Regions from separate parts of the Mus musculus genome. Here region 2 is linked to region 1. The links are chromatin contacts, called in public HiChIP or PLAC-seq maps. All regions are on one chromosome and are shown on one strand. The core of a region is the stretch at or near the end of the contact, and the rest is flanking DNA. Distances in the headings are between cores, read along the strand shown. Region 1 overlaps Nsmce2 (NSE2/MMS21 homolog, SMC5-SMC6 complex SUMO ligase). Region 2 has its middle 10 kb from the start of Lratd2.

Region 1 (4,350 bases), core at 1,247-3,746:
CTGAAAGGCTCTGTCTAAATTTCTCAAATAGAAGAAATGAGTAAGAAAATAAATGCTTCCCCCAGGTTAGACATACACTAAGTTTTAACACAGAGAAAGCATCTTTTCCCATCCTCACATGTAGTTTAAAGTGCTATGACAACAGTCACGTCACCGACTGAATGCTAGGAGAACATCAGCCAAGTCCAGATGCTGAAAAATCAAGGGTACACGAGTCTAAACACTAGCAACCAAGCACACAGACAGAAACTACTACAAACTTCCTGTCAGGTCACAAAGAGAACTATAGAGAAATGGTGGGGAACAAGAGTCCTACAAAAAAACCTAAGCAGCACTCATGATCAGAAATAACTTTTATTACATATATCTAATTGCTCTCCCCCAGGTAAACAAGGTCTGAGAGAAGTGGGAATATTGAAATTCCTTCAATATGTCATCCTACAAATGTATTAGATCCAACCCTTTCTCTCAGTAACTGAATGAATCTACATGAACTTAATGAATATTGATTTCCAAGCCAATGCACACATGGAGAAGACCCACGGGAGCAACTCAAGGCCTCTGGGAAACCTGTCACCTGGCACATTAATTAAGAAATTGTTCCAAGAAGTTAAAGTTAGTACAACTAGCTGAAATATGTCCCCCTACCTCCACCCCAGCAAACCAAGTCCAGAGGGCACAGATAATCCCTGCTTTGCACTATAAAATTCTAGCTGTCTGTAAGCATGCCAGCATTAGGCTGTTCTACAAACCTACCCAACAATGCCAATCAGACCTATTTCTAACACTATGCAGAACCACTGTAGCCTGCACGACCTCATGTACATTATTAAGTGTGGCTTAGTCCAGAAAGAGCCACAAAACAACTCATCCCTTGAGGACAGTTTCTGTTTGTTTTTGTTTTTCCTACTCAGGGGCAAACTCCCAAAAAAACAAAATAAAACAAAACAACCCCCACCCCAAGACAAAGAATAACAGAATCACTGGAAGAAGGCTTCATTTTAGAATGAAATACTCTCATGCTTACATAATTGGAGAAGTCTCTAACTGGATGAAGCTGGCCTGCTTATGGTTTTCCTAAAGGCAGACAAACCTATAATTATGCAATCTCAGCAGCCACGCTATTCATTAGACACGTCATCTGTTACTCAATGCTAAAATGCACCAACAGCAATAACTCTTACTATTCCCTGCTTTGAAGCACTGAAAGAGCATTGAAGGTATATTAAGCAGAAATGGGTGACTTAGTGCTAGAATCAAACCCAACTTCAAACAAAATTTATAGGCTTTAATGAGAGGAAGATAATGGGCTGAGGCGGGAACAAATATGAATGTTGAAGGCGAAACCATAGCCACTGATGCCAGTTGTCCCGGTGTAGAAGAGCGTGGCAAAAGTAGAGACTGGTCTGAGAAAGGAGGGCAGGAGGCAAGTAAGCTGCTTTTATGGACATGGACTCTTAAGGAGGAATAACTTCCAACTTGTGGCTAAGAACTAGGTGACAAGCATGGCAATATGCTGTCTTTATGTAGCGCAGTATGGGAGCATGAGATATTTATTTTCCCCATTCAGATGCAGTACTATCCAGGGTTGACTCATGCCTGTTTGTTCAGTATTTTCTAAGCCACTGGTTGAAAAGCAGAAGCAGGTGGGGGAAGCAGTTCTTATCATGGCATATCCTTGTCCACCTGGTCATGATCAACAGAGCAACCCAACTGCCATTCCAGACCGGCAACCAGGTCAGTGAGGGAGGGGGGGTAAGAGGTACACTTCTGGACCTACTTATTCTAAACAGGGCCTTCCCTAACCACAGGGGTGCTGTGCCTGCAGCCCATGGAATAAACTTCCCTGAGGTCCAGCTCTGGGGGTTGGGAAATAGAGCTGAAAGTCACTCACAGTCTCTAGGCCTTTACTAGCCCAGCCTTCACTAAAACATCAAAATGTAGGCTTTGCCCTCCTTGTCTCTCCAAGCAAACCACATACAAAGACCTTGAACTTCACTACACCTCACATGGATTTCTGAGGTGCCCTTGTTGAAAGCTCCCTATGATCTCAGATATAAGGTCCCCTCTCTAACATCTCTCTACTGTCCAGAAGAGGACCTAGTATTCCAGCTCTTATCAACCCATAAAATCTCTTTACTTTTACAAGTAGGACATGTGTGCACACACACACTAGAGAGACACACCCTCAAGACAAATGTCACCTACTTATTCTTCCCACCTGCATATCTAATCAGCTGCACGGCTTTGTCCAGGGTCAAGCTGCTTTCTAAAGTTTTGTTCTAAACAAACAACAAGAAAACTGTGGGATCAGGTTAATTTTTCTATTCTACAAAGCCACACACAAGCATGTCTGAACAGAAACAACCAATTACATGGAGTTGATTAAATTCAGCAGCATGTATTTTATTAGTGACTTACCAAGCTAAGACAAAGCAGACATTTAGTGTTGCTAAGGATTGCTGACTGTGAGTCAACATGACTCACACACTTAGAAGAATCTGATAAACACGAAATGTCATTAAATACACAGACCATTTTGGCGAAGAAGAAGGATGGTGGCAAGGGTTGCCTGACTTTAGTTTAAATTCCTTAGACTAAATGGCACACACAGCCAGAAAAGTTTATTTTCTAAAGACTGGGAATAAGTTATTTCCAGATCTCTTTATATGAGAACTTGATTCTTCCATATTTTCTGTAAAAGACATTTACCTTTTTTTTTGAGAAATACAAACAGATGACAGTATAAACAATATTCTCAACTTCTGTGTCAAAATCAAACCAAAACCTGAATTCTCTGTAAACTCAGATCCAATTACCTACATCTAGTGACATCTATCTGTCTATCTGTGTGTCTCCTGACAGACAGATATTAAGCAATCTACACTCATCAGGAGTTGAATTTAATGACTTACTCAGTGCTTGAGCAATGTTTAATAGAAACTTGGTTACTTCTCACTACACTGAACTTCAAAGTTGTAATTATTCCTCCACACAGATATTAGTGTGGTAAAATTAAAACTGAATGCCCATGTTATAACTGCCTCCCACTAGAAGTAAGTGTGCAGTATCAGGTGTATGATATAACCAGTCAGCAGCTGGTTTCTTCCCAAAGTCCAGGAGAAATCCTGGAGGACTTTCCACCTTCCTGCCATCTGCCTCCCCACAGCCCTCCCATCACATAATAACCCAGACGTGGGAAGCTGCACACCACATAATTGAAGGGGCAGTCTGCTTGATTTCTTTCTTGTGGACTGTGTAGTCTTTGGAAAGACTGTTTCCACACCTCTATAATGGGTATCAGAATAGTACTGAAGGCTGGAGAGGTGGCTGAGTGGTTAAGAACACTTGTGATTCTTGCAGGGGACCAAGGTTCGATTCCTACCACCCATATGACAACTCAGGAAAGCCTATAACGCCTGATCAAGGAGATCTGATACCCTCGTAGGCCTCCATCAGCACCAGGAATGCATGTAGTGTACACTCATTTATGCAGGCAAATACTCATACCCATAAAAATAAAATGCAAACCTTTTAAAACAAGAAAAAGATAAAGAATAGTACCAAATTCATAAAGTTGTTAGCATGTAGGTACAGTGCTCAAAGAAGAGCCTGGCTTGGCATAAGCACTAACCAGCTATATTTTTAACTAAATCCATTACAGAGTAGATAGTTCATCTGCAAATATAACTAGTCCAAATCCTAAAATCATCTTGCCCTCAGAACTAAAAAGTTTCAGGTATATATTAACTTACAAAGCAACCAGCCGAACCCACAGAATTCAGACCTCAGTGAGAAGGGTTGCAGACACCCCTTTCCAAGTTCAGAAACTCCTTTACCTGCCAATGGTTACTGAGCACTTACTACACATCAGGCGGGGGAGATGCCTTAATGCAAGAACAGCAGCCACCACTACCACACGAGGCAAAGAACCTTAGCAGAAGGCCATGGCTGTTCACCACACTGGGGTGGAGGCTAAACAAATGCTTTCAGGGCTCCCCTGAAACTGACTGATTCAGAGTTGTCCTAGTCAAAGGAAAACATTGATGATGAACAAAGAAAGCCATGGATGGAAAAAATGAACAACCTTGAATGAGTACTAAGTACGAGGACCTGTGAACACACTACCTCTGCTCCAACATAATTTGGGCACTATTAAGCATACAATAAAGATAAGGAAATTAACTCCCGGAGAGGTGAAATCATCGGGCAGGTCATGGAGTTAATAAACGTAGAGTTATGACTTGAAGTCAGCACCAGGCACAAAGCACAGTGTATGAACTACCACAGACATAGACAAACACACTGATACAGAAGCCATGCAGTAATGAGTGTGTTGTTCCTTTTCTA
Region 2 (3,862 bases), core at 843-3,342, 1.4 Mb before region 1:
TTCCAACTTGTGGCCTTTCTCCCAACTAATCACTGTTACATACATATGTATGAAGATATTTTAACATAGACTTTAGCATGATGGTTAAGAAGAAAGGCATGAAAAAGAATGAGATATACCCAAATGGAGAGTATATATTTCTCAAGGGAGGGTAAGGGAATGCAAGATCTGCCCAAATGTGTGTGGGAACAGGACCAAGGATGTTACGTGAGAGGTGACAGAGCCATGTGATGAACCCTGAGAAATCTGACCCCAGAGACCAACATCAAGGTGCAGATCTGAGTTTACGGCCCAGCCCATAAGCTTATATACAGTGTTTGAGCCATTCTTTCACTATCAGATTAGAATATCATCTATGACATTTTAAGGTTCACCTCATGTACTTACCTCTTTTATCAAAAGGGGGAGAACAGGAAAAGGAGATTATTTGAAGCCTTTTGAAGTATAAACTGGCAGCCCAAAGGCACATACATATGGCTAATGCTAAGATGCTTCATCCTTCTTAGAGAAGTGAATGAAAATGAGAACATGATCACTCCTAGGTACGTATGGTTGAGAAGAAGGGTTTTGTTATAGATATGAGGGAAAATCAGTCAGAGGTATCTGGAAAGGTCCAGTCTGAATTAGGCCACCAGACTGAACTGGGCCATGAGAGGAGAGAGGAGAGGGGTGAGAGAGGAAGAGACAAGTCCTGGATATTCACAGCAAGAGGATCTACTTTGCCCCTCATTTGAGTCACTCAAAAACCCTCAACCACTGCCCAATGGAAACAACTTGAGCAAAAAAAAAAAAAAAAAAAAATATATATATATATATATATATATATATATATATATATATATATATATATATATATCTCCATTTAGGGACCAGGCCTGATTTCGAAAAGAAAACCAAAAGGCACCAGTTTCCAGGAATAGACCACAATAAAATTCAGAAACAAGGTCATAAAAATCCCCTCCCAAAGACCACAGAGATAACCACAAACGTGGGGAAATATCTTATCTCAGAATGGGCCATCTGTGCTGGGCAACTCTATCTCATTCTACGGTTAAACATTCATGACATAGGAATGCAGACCACTGACCACCTGTGACCCCCTAGCACTCGCCAGTGAAATTTTAGGTTACTTAATCCTTTTAGAGAGTTTCCAGCTCCCTATAAGAAGGCCTGCACACCTCTGTCTGGCATCGCCATTTCAAAGAATGTTGACCCTCTCATGCTGGTTGTTTCTATAGAATAAACACTCCTTGCCTTTGCATACTACCCAAGTCTTGGGTCTTCCTTCAGCCATCTTTGGACCCTTCCAATATTTGGTACATGTCCTTTCTCATGAGATTCACAGAAAAGTGCATGCTCATGGCTGGGGTTGGAGAAAGGGCTCGGGAAGTTGTTAATTGTTCTAGAATGTTTGCTTTACTGCTGGCAAAGGCTGCAGATGGATGCTAGAATGAGGGCATTTTTTTTTTCCTCCTCACTGCTCCTATACCTAAGATTTTCCAGTGCTTTTCAATTCTGACTCACCAAGACAAGAAGTGTATGAGCCGGGCCCTGGAACGGGGGCACTGTGCTTTGGTCCAGCTCCAAAGGCCTCAGAACCAGTGAGGGCCATGTGAACCCAAACCCTGAGGAAGAGGATAGGGGTGGGGGATGCTGTAAGTTGTACAGCCCCAAAGACTAGAGAATCTGAATGTGATATCTAGTGGGTGGGGTGACAGAGAGAAAATATGGATCACCTTTGGCTGCCTTGATCTTCCTCCGGTTCCCAGCAAATTAGATGGTAGTCCCTCTTCAGTCTACTGAGTCCATATCCATCTTTTCTGACAATACTCTCACAGAAAATTATTCTACAGTATTTTTTTCCTATTTTTCTAGTATAAGATGGTGCTCAAGTCTTTTTTTTTTTTTTTTTTTTTTTTTTGTGGCTAGGACAAAAAATACCTGGCATAAAAGCAGCATAGGGAAGGAGTAGGGAAGGAGAGAATTTATTTGGCTTACAATTCCAAGTTACAGTCCAACTTTTGGAGGGAGTCCAGGCAGGAACTCAGGCATGAGTCATCTCATATACACAGTCATGAAAAAAGAGGGAATATACCCATCCCTGCTCTCTAGCTTACAAGTAAATGTGTCACCATATATACTAATCTGGCCTCCTCCTTCCTAGGAAATGTTGCTACATACAAATGGCTGGGTCTTCCTATATCAATTAATAATTAGGTCAAATAACCATAGACATGCCATAGGTCAACCAGATCTGGATAATTCCTAACTGACACTCTCTTCCCATGGGATTCTAAGAGTGTCTTAGCACTCTTAGAATACCCAGCACTTATGGGTATTATCATCGCAACATGCCTGCCGTTACACAGTGCCAGGCATGAAGGGAAGTCCTGCAGAGACCTCAGAGACAAGGCTTCCTTCCTCATTTTTTTTGCAAGTTAACAACTATGCACAGAGCAGTTTCGGCTACTCTGATTTGCAAAAGCTAAGAAAATACAGCTTTTATTTTATACTTTTGATTTAATCTTTAAATATTCTTTATCTGTCATCCTCAACAGATTCCCATAGCTTAATTCTATACACTCACTAATCTATTGCTTCAAAATGCTTCCTGATCATTAAGTGCTACTTGGTATGGTAGGAATGAAAGTTTCTACAGGGCAGGGCTGAACTTCAGTCCTTCATATCAGTTTGCTAACTAGATCAAGGCATAATATCACGTGGGCACTCAGTTTCTAGAACTCAGTGGCTAGATTCCATTAGAGTGCTCTGTAGAACATGCGCCCTCATCTTAGACCAAAGTCAAGTCTATTCACAGCAAAAGCCCTACTGAACCTCTCATTTGAGTCACTCAAAATACTATCAACCAACTCCCAATGGCACCAACTTCAACAAAACACACACACACACACACACACACACACACACACACACACACACTCACACACACATATTCCCTTTATCCTTCTTCCATTTCTTCCTTCCTTCTTTCTCTCTCCTTCTTCCCTTCTCTCTTTCCCTTACCTCTCCTATATTTTCCACCTTGAATTACATTTTCACTGGTAAGTTTCTCCTTGTTCTATTGAACACCTCAGTTTGCAAAAAGAGATCAGTACATAAAAATCAGTGTAATTGTCTGAAGAAGGAATTCTCTTACCAGTCTCCCTGCTATCAGGGAGAGTAGACTATCAGGCTCATCCAAGGAGAACTTCATTCATGCTGTGCATATTTATCAAGCATTTAAAATGTGAAGATTACTGGAAGATCGGGGTGGAAATGTGACACCTCATAGAGTGAGTTCCTGGGGGGAGGGGGGACGGCAAACATTCTACCAGTAAGCTATATCACTAGCCCAGAACTGGTTTCCTAGATGGGCAAGTAACTAGGATGCATAAGAAAGTCAAACCCCTCCTAGTATGTGTTTTGTAAGAGACTAAGGGCAGAGGAAGACTGGGGTGGGTAAGGTGCTGGCTTGCACAGTGCCTGGAGAGTGGGCATGGCTTTGAGTTGAGGCATAAAGAATGCAAAGCATCCAGTTTAGGGATGTTTAAGACTCAGGGCGTCCCAGGTCCTGAAACAGCCTTGTTGAGGCCAGAGGCTAGCATAATCTTTCTGAGAACAGGAAAACAAAGTTTCTGACAACAGGGCAGAGTAGGGGAAACAGGAAACCAGGAGGAAATGAGGTTAAAAGGACAGGAAAAAGATTAGACCTGGATGTGGACAGGGACTGAGAAGATGGCTCAACTGGTGATCAAAGGCTGGAAGTATGAAAACTAATTGTAGCTGGTGTGTGGGCTGGAATGAAGTGCTTGCCTGAAGGTTAAGGTCACAGCATGGTACTGTTTGCTGTCTGATGTGGAAT

The links. HiChIP or PLAC-seq counts read pairs in DNA pulled down with a chosen protein or histone mark.
Region 2: an H3K27ac HiChIP or PLAC-seq map of large pre-B cells shows a contact between it and region 1, with 11 times the contacts expected there. The contact joins two enhancer-like sites. A contact is called at or near these places in 5 of 39 promoter capture datasets (the C10 cell line, the HPC-7 cell line, the SN4741 cell line and 2 more), 5 of 115 datasets of contacts at active chromatin or transcription factors (the 230-238 cell line, bone marrow-derived macrophages, forebrain and 2 more) and 1 of 9 other capture datasets (embryonic stem cells).

What each region holds. Positions count from the first base shown.
Region 1 is chr15:59,410,172-59,414,521 of GRCm38.p6, reverse strand. The region is part of intron 2 of Nsmce2 (NSE2/MMS21 homolog, SMC5-SMC6 complex SUMO ligase); the gene reads right to left. Among named protein-coding and RNA genes, the nearest start is that of Nsmce2, 38 kb to the right of the region's middle. Within about 2 kb of position 2,496, at least 110 of the 459 cell types and tissues checked have an H3K27ac peak or open chromatin away from gene starts, as enhancers often do. A contact at or near this core is called in the HPC-7 cell line and bone marrow-derived macrophages, where this site is marked.
Region 2 is chr15:60,833,646-60,837,507 of GRCm38.p6, reverse strand. No RefSeq gene overlaps it. Among named protein-coding and RNA genes, the nearest start is that of Lratd2, 10 kb to the right of the region's middle. Within about 2 kb of position 2,092, at least 29 of the 459 cell types and tissues checked have an H3K27ac peak or open chromatin away from gene starts, as enhancers often do. A contact at or near this core is called in the HPC-7 cell line and bone marrow-derived macrophages, where this site is marked.